2 separate regions of the Mus musculus genome follow, and region 2 is linked to region 1. The links are chromatin contacts, called in public HiChIP or PLAC-seq maps. All regions are on one chromosome and are shown on one strand. Each heading gives the region's core, a stretch centred on a gene start, on an enhancer-like site or on the middle of the called end of the contact. The rest is flanking DNA. Distances are from core to core; before and after follow the strand shown. Region 1 holds the start of Mroh1 (maestro heat-like repeat family member 1). Region 2 holds the start of Slc52a2 (solute carrier protein 52, member 2).

Region 1 (4,697 bases), core at 1,132-3,631:
TGGGGCCTTTCCTTCCCGTATAGTAGGGTTTTTTTCTTTTTTCTTTCTTGCTTTTCATTTTTTTACAGGTGTACACCATTACAGCCAGTTCACAGCACCTACATTTATATGAACCGAGAACCAGTATGCACATGAAGCATTTTGCAAATTCCTGCTGGGCTCAGTCTCAGATAAAATATAGCCCCAAGGCAAAGATAAGCAGCCGGTGGGGGGATGGGTGGTGTCCAGGCACACGCAGTCACAGAATGCCTTATTTGGGAGGAATTGGGCCAGAGAGGGGTCAACTTCTAGAGGAACCAGCAAGAATCTGAGATGGTGTCCCAAGGTAATACAGTCAGGAGCTCACTGCTCACCATCCACCAAGAATATGATTTCTCAAATAAGCCACGTGGAACTGGGCTTCCATGCAAACCCCTGAAGCAAGGGGGACCCTGCAGGCCCGGGAAGAAAGCACCATCCAGCCAGGCGCTCGGAAGGCAGAGGCAGGCAGATTTCTGAGTTCGAGGCCAGCCTGGTCTACAAAGTGAGTTCCAGGACAGCCAGGGCTATACAGAGAAACCCTGTCTCGAAACACCCCCCCCCCCAAAAAGAAAGCACCATCCCTATGACATTCAGCAGCCAAGTGATCACAAGAGCCGCAGAAACCCTTCCAGTGTTATGTCCCAAAGTGGATCGAGCTGTGTACCCTGACGCCAGCAAGGATGTCTTCTGACTTCAAAACAACTTAGCTCAACAAAAAGCCATTGGGAGGCCTGGAGTTGCTCGTCAGACAACAGCAATCCTGCTTCTCACCTGGGCCTCTGAGAACCGTAGGAAAGAAAACTAAACACAAACATCTCCAACCCCACACACAGGTGACCGGGAACTGAGACAAGCACAGGTCAACAGGTCCCACCTCTGGCCTCTGGAGTCCCTTGACAGTCACCTCTGAGGGAGGGAGATATGACAAGATGCAGGTTTGAGTAAGGCTGCCTGCCTGGACATCCGTTTCAAGTTAATGAAGGCGGCCAGGCCTCAGCCATCGACTTTGACAGTAGAGCCCAGAAAGACATTCCTCATTCGAGCCACACATCTCAGCCTAAGGCCTAAGAGTAGAGCCTGCTGGCAGAAGCATCTCCCCGGCCTGCAGGTGCAGAGACTGCACAGCCAGCCAAGTCATAAACACAGGCTCCACAGGAATATCCCACAACCAGTGGTTTGCATAGGATCTCTGCTCTGGTGCCCCATCAACCCTGTGTCTGCTGGGGGTCTCCATCTAGATGACCATGGCCAACCAAGTCTAACAGAGCAGCTAAGACTTAACCCTTCACCTTCACCCCTGCCCTGCTCCACCTACCTACTTCCTGAATTTTTTTAATTTTACCATTTAATTAACTAGGTCGCAGGCTGTTCCTCCATTTCTACTACCATCCCCTTCCTTCCAAAGAGTTTCCTGCCTCCAACCAAGACTAGCCCCTCAAAGTTAGCCTCTGCCTTAACAGTAACTCCAGCTCACAGCCCCAGGTCTCCAGATGCCGCCCTCTATCCCTCTCCCGCAGGTCCTTATGCTTACTCACTGCACTTGAGTTTACGGTTCCATCCATTACCTTGAGCTCTGTACAGGGTAGAGCAGAGTCTTGCTGCATAACTGCACTGACTTGGTTGGAAAATTGGAATCCCAAACCTGGAGTGTCAGCCCTGGCTCCACCTCACCTAGCTCTCACCTTGCCTGAATTCTATACTCTGAGAGTTTTGTGGCCTTCTCCCTGGGGCCAGCAATCCTCGTGACTCTGGACAAATCACTTTCCTGCTCTACACCGCCTCCTTTAATCCGCAACGAGAATACAGAAAGACGAGTGGCTGCGGTGCGGTGAGCACTCGCTTTGCAAGTCCCTGAATTAAGGCTCAGTTTTATGAAAGAGACAGAAATGCCGGTAGCCCAGTTGCGGAGGTCAAAGACCTGAACACGTAGCCCCTACCCCGCAAAGGACCAGGGTCTTGAGTCACCGAGTTCCCGGAAGGGACTAGGACATGGATCACGCGACCCACGAGACAGCAGGGACAGGGACCAGGGACCACGCGCCGATGTCTGACAAGTCAGAATTGAATCGCAAGCTCCGAGATCCCTTCCAGGTGTAAGATGCGAAGCCGGGCCCGCTGGGCACACCTGAGATCTCCCAGCACCTCCTGGCACCGGCCCGCTGACCTTGGGGAGGCGCCCCTTGACACAGCTTCTCTTGCTGCTGGCAGATGGGGAGGCCCCTAGGCTCTCTGGTCCAAGTTCCTCAAAGGGTGCCTGGCCCCCACCACCAAAGATGAGCCTTAACAAGCCGTTTACCTGAGGAGCCGCCGCCGCCGCCACGGCCCGGGCGCCGCCCTCTATGCCCCAAGCGTCTCAGAGTAGGCGGAGCAGCGCCCCAAGCCCATCCCCGCAGCCCTCTGGCCAACTGCGGCCTGGCGCGCGGCAATTTGGCCCCGCCTCCGTGCGATCTCCACACTCATTGGTCAGAGTTCTGTCCCTCACGTTAACTCCGCCCACTCTCCGCTCCATGGAGCGCCTAGGTACACCTACTTCTTCCTGTTCTCTGCTGGGTACCCCAGCGGTCCGGTGACCATTTCACAAGACAAGTGTGAGTACTGCTGCTGCGCCAGACGCCGTCTGCGCAAGCGCTGTTCTCGAGAGTATTCGGACTCGGCCTCCAACTGCAGAAAACTCCACCAGGCGGGACCGGTGGCGCACTCCTTTAATCCCAGCACTGGAGAGGCAGAGGCAGGTGGATCCTTATGAATTCGAGGCCATCCTGGTCTACATAGTGAGTTCTAGGACAGTCTGGGATAAAAAGTGAGACCCTATCTCGGGAAGAAAACAAAAATAAAAAAAACAAAACAAAACAACAACCCAGCTGTCACGGACACACACAAGGTATTGTCATTGTTGTACATTGGTCACACACTAAACGCCTAAAACTACCCCAAACCCCTAAATGTACACATGGCCATGCCCAACAGAGGTACATGTCCAACCTATCAACAAGACATTGGGAATCAAGATGATCATGTCCTAGCTACCTGGGCTGCTTGCTACCTACCACTGTTATTCCAGCTCCAGGAGCAGCTAAAGCCTCTAAGGCTGGAAAGAGGTGACTAAAAAAGTAAAAGTAAGCCATACTACAGGATAAACTTTGGGTTTGGTGCCAAGAAAGCAAGGTTAGATAAGAGAGTTGGGGACGATCATGCCAGGAAGACTTGGCACCTGCAAAGAACCAGAGGTTGCAATCACCCAGATGTGTGTAAACAAGAGAAAGTTGTGGGTAGAGTTCTGAAAGCAAAAGAACCAAGAACCTGTCAAAGGGGAAGCAGCTACCATGTATCTAGGCTGACAGCATCGTTGGATGTGGAAATTAAGCTGCTGCGGTTGAACCAGGTCAGAGGCAAACACACAGCCAATATTCTTTTTCCACGATGAGAAGGACTTGGATGAGTTCTACTGAGAGGATAGAGCCCAAGAGAGAAAAAGACAGGACAGGACTCTCTGAGTAAGAGAGTGAAGCATTTGGGGCTGGCAAAATGGCTCAGTGGTTAAGAGCGCCAACTGCTCTTTCGAAGGTCCAGAGTTCAGATCCCAGCAACCACACGGTGGCTCACAACCATCCATAACGAAATCTGATGCCCTCTTCTAGAGTGTCTGAAGACAGCTACAGTGTACTTACATATAATAAATAGATAAATCTAAAAGAAAAAAAAAAAGAGAGTGAAGCACTTTGTGGATGGGGTCATGGCCTAGGAAAATGCTAGAAAACAGAGAGAGGGGACTAACTTGGGTAGCTGCCAGGGAAGGAGGTCTTTTCCATGCTAACACACAGGAGCCCCCCCCCCGTTGCTCTCCCCCGCCCCCAGCCTGAAAAACCTTGCAGTGGACAGTGGCAGTGCTCTGGTTGGCCACATTCCAACAAGCCCTGCTGATCCTGTGCTCCACAGCACACAGCCCACAGCCCCCCCCCCCACGCCAAACATACAAGCTGCCCTGTATGTATCACAACGTAACTTTTACTTTTATTATTCAGCATAAGGCCCAGCACATGAGGTACTGGGTAAAATGCAGTAGAGCTGATGGACTAGTAAGGGTGCAGACAGAAAGAAGGACAAGACAAGGCAAAGGGACTGGAGAGATGGCTCCGCAGTTAGGAACACATTCTGCCGTCTCCCATGTGGGCAGCTCACAGCCAGCTCTAACTTCCAGCTCCAGGTGGAACAAAAGCTTCTAAGCTCCACAGGCATCTACACTGAAGTGCACACTCTCCTCCAACACACACACACAATGTTTATTCTAGTTTGGTTTTTGTTTGTTTGTTTTGTGTTTTTTTTCGAGACATGGTTTCTGTATAGCCCTGGCTGTCCTGAAACTCACTCTGTAGACCAGGCTGGCCTTGGACTCAGAAATCCACTTGCCTCTGTCTCCTGAGTGCTGGGATTAAAGGCCTGTGCCACCACTGCCTGGCTTATTTTAGTTTTTGTTTCTCTGTGTAGCCCTGGCTGTCCTGGAACTTGCTCTGTAGCAAAGGCTGGCCTCAAACTCAGGAATCCACTCGCCTCTGCCTCCTGAGTGCTGGGATTAAAGACAAGCACCACCACACCAGGCAAGAATAAAATCTTAAAAAGTAAATAAATAAAAAGGTGGGTGATGGAGAGATGGATCCGTGGTTGAGTACACTTATTTG
Region 2 (4,697 bases), core at 998-3,497, 160 kb before region 1:
AGATGCTGGTAGGAGGGAACATGGCGACCGCACCCAGCAGAGAGCCCACCTGAATAGCCACGCCAGCAGCGAGCAGTGCTGGCCGGCCTCCGCTGTGTAACATGGAACTGATCGCCACCTTGATATACGAGAACGTGCCTGCGCACAGGACCCATGAGAGTACCTGAAAGGGGAGTGGGGCGGGGTGTCGTAGAGGGGAGATTCGCAGCAGCGGGCTGAGCATGAAATTCCCCTGCTATGAGACAAGCCCTGTTCCTGTTTCATGTCCCCATTGTACTTACCACGAGGACCACACCTGCAGAGGTGCCCACCAGAGGAGGACAGGGACTTAAGGCTGCCAGTGTCATCAGGTAGGAGCCCAAGAGCATGCCCAGCAGAGACAGACCACACAGCCCTGCCAGAGACCTGCCAAGGATGGGCTGGGATCAGGACTGGCTGTGCCAGGCCCTGGCCCACCTCAAGCTCTTCCCCATGGGGGCTTGGGAGTCCGTGAGCACCTGCACAGCACTGCCATGGCCAGAAAGCAGGCAAGGGGGTTGGCACAGCTACCCAGTACGACAGCCAAGTGGTAGGCCAGGCGCCCATAGGGCAGGCAGGAAAAGCTCTGTACAGCGGGCAGCACGCCATTGGTCAGAGCATTGGTGATGGCCAGCAGGCCCAGTAGACAGGCACTTCGGGAAGAGAACAGCTGATGGGCCTTAGGGTCTGGGCTGGAAACAATGCCTGCCACCTGGCCTGGTGGCTCCTGCAAAGGTGAGGCCTCTTCCTCTTCCTCTTCCTCCTCTGTTCCTGGTGTTTCTACCCGAAGCCCTGTACCTGTTGTGGGTTCAGATGTCGGGGATGGCAGTAGTAACAGGAGGCCTTGGAAGGCAGCTGCTGAAGTGCCCAGAAGGGCAGTCAACACCCAGAAGAACGTGGTGGCAGAAAACCGTTCAGGGAAATTAATGGGAGACACCTCGATCGGAGGCCCAGTGGTCCTGTTGGCAGGCACATGCAGGCACTCAAGGCGGCCCACCCCTTGACCCAGGGCTAGCACACAGGGCAGGAGGGCACTCAGGCCCTGACCCAGGAAGAAAGACCGTAAAAAGGGGGGTGGGAGGTGGCTCAAGAAGGGCAGGAAAGTGACATTAGAAGCACAGCAGGCCAATGCCAGCACAAACGCCAGCGTTAGGAAGGCCACTGAGTACGGCTTTCCTGCCACTGGGGCCACGTGGTTCCACAGAGAGGCCAGTAGGCCTGTGCCCACTATGCCTAGCCCCTGAACCACTCGGATGGGGACTTGCTCGCCCTTGCCGCGAGCCAGACGCCTCCACAGAGTCACCAGCAGCAGACCCAGGTTTCCCAGCGCCACAAGCACAGAGAGGTAGGAAGGGAGGCTCCAACCTGCAGTGGAAGGAGGAGATAGTGTAAAGGCACCAGGCTAAGGAACGAAGAGCAGCAACAGCAGCAGCCTACCTCCGCCCACTTCACTCACCCTCCGGGAGCTCTTTCACCACTACCGGCAGCTCTACCCAGATCCCGTTGACAGCAGCCCAGGAGCCCATGCCGAAAAGGGCCACCAGCAGATGGGTCAGCACCAGTCGGCCCAGCGGAGGTGCTGCCATTAGGTCAAAGGTCAAAGCGGGCCCTCCAGGACAAAGCGAAGGTAACAGTCCGCCCTTTTCCCACGTAGATCCAAAGCTTCTCTAACTATTCTAGAGAAAAAAAGAGTCAAGCTTTTTCACCTGGACGGAGACAAAAAACAAACCAAAACAAACCAAAACAAAACAAACAAACAAACAAAAAAACATGCGAGTGGGCAGAGTCAGGGTCTGAGGTGGCCAGATTGCAAAACCAAGGCACCTGGAGGGAGGCGGCGGATAGATCAGGAGCTGCACCTACCATGGAGCCTGCACCGGGACCCTTCTGTACAAGACTGGCAAGCGGGGGAGCGAGAAGCTGGCTTAAAGCATGGTTCCGGGGAGGAAGATGAGCGAAAGAGCCAGTCCTTGATGCTTGCGGAGGACCAAGTCTTGGCGCGGCTAAACCAGACTGGATGACAGCTAACTTCAGGCAGCCGGCGTGGATCGGCAAGAGGTGTGGCTGGCTGACTTGATTCGATTCTGGGCTCCTCGGCTGAGTGCGGTGCATCAGGGGCGTGGGGCCGGAGCAGCCCGCCCAGCCCCGGGAGCACGCCACTTAGCCCGGAAGGCAGCCAAACCCCAGCCAAAGGGTTGTAGTAAGACGCCGGCTAATGCGCTAGACTGCGGCGGAAGTCCCACCCCCGGAAGCTAAGTGTAGTGTAAAGGAGTGAGCTAAGGGGCCACGCCCCTTCCTCTCTGCCCACCCACCTTCCGCTTTTAGTTCAGCTCCCGGGGGCTATGGCTCCCGTGGCCTCTAGGCGAGTTAGACGTCGAGTTCGAAGCTCCAAGCGGCCCGATGCGCGGGGCCGCTCGGCGGAGGACTGGTGGTGGGACCGCCTGGCACCTCGCGGCTCTGGGTACCACCTGCTGCAAGCGGACAGCATGTTGCTCGTGCTGCCGGACCTGGAGCCTCCCCGCGCTCGTGCGCACCGGCGCGCCCGTCGCCGCGCTCCGAGGTCACTGGCTCGTGGCCCCACGGCTGTCGCCAAGCCCAGGACCAAACCCCGACCGGAGCCGTCGCTCGATCAGGGCCTGGACTCTGGTTGGGGAGACCGTATTCCCTTAGAAGTCCTGGTGCATATTTTCGGGTTGTTGGTTGCGGCTCATGGGCCCATGCCGTTTCTTGGCAGGTACACCAACAGCGCCTGCCGCGGTAGAGACTGGCGCACTGAGCGGGTGCTGCAGAGCAGAGGGCAGAGCAGGCATCACATCGGGCGAACACAAGTGCTCCGGCACCTGTCTTCACTTAGAGCTCAAAGCCTAGCACTGAGAACGGGCGACGGCAGGCTTTAAGACCGCTGCGCTGCTCCTAAAACACTCCATTGTAGGCATTACCCGCAAAAGGCCACGCACTCTCAGCAAACTTTTTCTTCTCCTAGGGCTGCACGCGTTTGCCGTCACTGGCACGAAGCCACCTCCCATCCTTCACTCTGGCATACTGTGACCCTGTCACCCTCGCTGGTTGGCCGGGCTGGCAAGGGCAACCTTAAGGGAGAGAAGAAGCTCCTTGCTTGCCTGGAGTGGCTCGTACCCAATCGGTGAGGGCTCCTTGTCATCTTACTGTCTGTTGTCTTCCCTGCATCCGCGTTGAGTAGGGGAGGATTCTGTCCAGAAGGGGGCAGCGTAAGGACAAGAGCACAACTACAGCCGGGCCTTGCTGTCGCCCAGGTTCTCTCAGCTCCAGAGCTTGACCCTCATCCACTGGAAGTCTCAAGTACACTCTGTGTTGGAGGTAAGAGCTGGAGACTGCCCTGCACACAAGCTGTCACGTTTGAGTGGTCTACTATGGGGAGGGTGCCCTGGTGGTGTACCACAGAGTTGTCTGCCTGCCTGCTCAGTTTCGTCTTGCTGACATCTTAGGAAATTGCTGGAGGAGACAGCAATTTCCATGTAGGCCTGGCGTGGACAGAATGGAGTCATAGCTGGGACTATAGGATAGGCTTGTCATGACTACCAGTGTCCCTGTAGATAGACCTTTACCTGCCCTCCACAACCCTGGATGGTCTCTCTCTCTCTCTCTATCTCTTGCTACAGCTGGTTAGCAAGTTCTGCCCTCGGCTCACCTTCCTCAAGCTTTCAGACTGCCACACTGTGACTGCTGAAACTCTGGTCATGTTAGCGAGAGCCTGCTGCCAGCTCCACAGCCTGGACCTACATCATTCCATGGTGAGTCCTTTGCCGTGGGTGGGTGGGGGACCCTGAAATCGCCTGGGCCCTTGTGACATGCATGAGCTGCACCTTTGGGCTGGATCCCCAGGTGGAGTCCACAGCTGTGGTGAGCTTCTTGGAGGAGGCCGGGTCCCGAATGCGTAAACTGTGGCTGACCTACAGTTCCCAGACGACGGCCATCTTGGGCGCACTGCTGGTAGGCTGGGGATGGTCAGGAAAAGGGCTCAGTGGGGACCAGCCCAGGCCTTTGACCTAGCAGTGTTTATCCCACCATTCCAGGACAACTGCTGCCCACAGCTCCAAGTCCTCCAGGTCAGCACTGGCATGAACTGCAACAACACACCCCTGCAGCTGCCTGTGGAAGCCCTGCAGAAAGGCTGCCCCCAGCTGCAGGTATTTATACCCTACTGTCTCCCACCTGCCACCCCTTGCCATATCTGCAGCCTGTCCCTCCTCCCTCCTTCTTCTTCCCTCTTCCTAGGTGCTGCGGCTGCTGAATCTGATTTGGCTTCCCAAGCCGTGTGGCCGAGGCGTGCCCCAGGGACCAGGCTTCCCCAGTCTTGAGGAGCTCTGTTTGGCTGGCTCCACCTGCAACTTTGTGAGCAATGAGGTTCTGGGCCGATTGCTCCATCGCTCCCCGAAACTGCGCATGCTGGACCTTCGAGGCTGCGCTAGGGTCACTCCTAGCGGTCTGTGTCATCTGCCATGTCAAGGTCAGCTAGCTGGCTTTGCTTGGGAAGGTGTGGGGGGGTCGGGGTGGGGTGGGGGTGGTCACTGAGTGCCCTAATAGTCACACCGAGTTCTCCCATCTCAGAGCTGGAGCAACTCTACCTGGGCCTGTATGGCATATCTGATGGCTTGACCCTGGCTAAGGATGGCAGCCCCCTGTTGACCCGGAAGTGGTAT

What was found. HiChIP or PLAC-seq counts read pairs in DNA pulled down with a chosen protein or histone mark.
Region 2: a contact with region 1 is called in an H3K4me3 HiChIP or PLAC-seq map of the SCID.adh cell line, with 34 read pairs. The contact joins the promoter of Slc52a2 here to the promoter of Mroh1 in region 1. A contact is called at or near these places in 13 of 39 promoter capture datasets (the 3T3-L1 cell line, the C10 cell line, the HPC-7 cell line and 7 more), 6 of 484 Hi-C or Micro-C datasets (B cells, CD4 T cells, the N1E-115 cell line and 2 more), 15 of 115 datasets of contacts at active chromatin or transcription factors (the 230-238 cell line, the NIH/3T3 cell line, the SCID.adh cell line and 8 more) and 3 of 9 other capture datasets (adipose tissue, liver and pancreatic islet).

The regions. Positions count from the first base shown.
Region 1 is chr15:76,378,197-76,382,893 of GRCm38.p6, reverse strand. Mroh1 (maestro heat-like repeat family member 1) reads right to left here and starts at 2,381. Exons shown (of 44, transcript NM_175457.4): 1 at 2,318-2,381.
Region 2 is chr15:76,536,380-76,541,076 of GRCm38.p6, reverse strand. It overlaps Slc52a2 (solute carrier protein 52, member 2), which reads right to left and starts at 2,247. Exons shown (of 5, transcript NM_029643.4): 1 at 1,882-2,247; 2 at 1,475-1,694; 3 at 498-1,383; 4 at 282-405; 5 at 1-163. The coding sequence starts at 1,604. It overlaps Fbxl6 (F-box and leucine-rich repeat protein 6), which reads left to right and starts at 2,331. Exons shown (of 9, transcript NM_013909.2): 1 at 2,331-2,752; 2 at 3,002-3,160; 3 at 3,291-3,354; 4 at 3,657-3,788; 5 at 3,880-3,987; 6 at 4,071-4,184; 7 at 4,273-4,504; 8 at 4,606-4,697. The coding sequence starts at 2,361.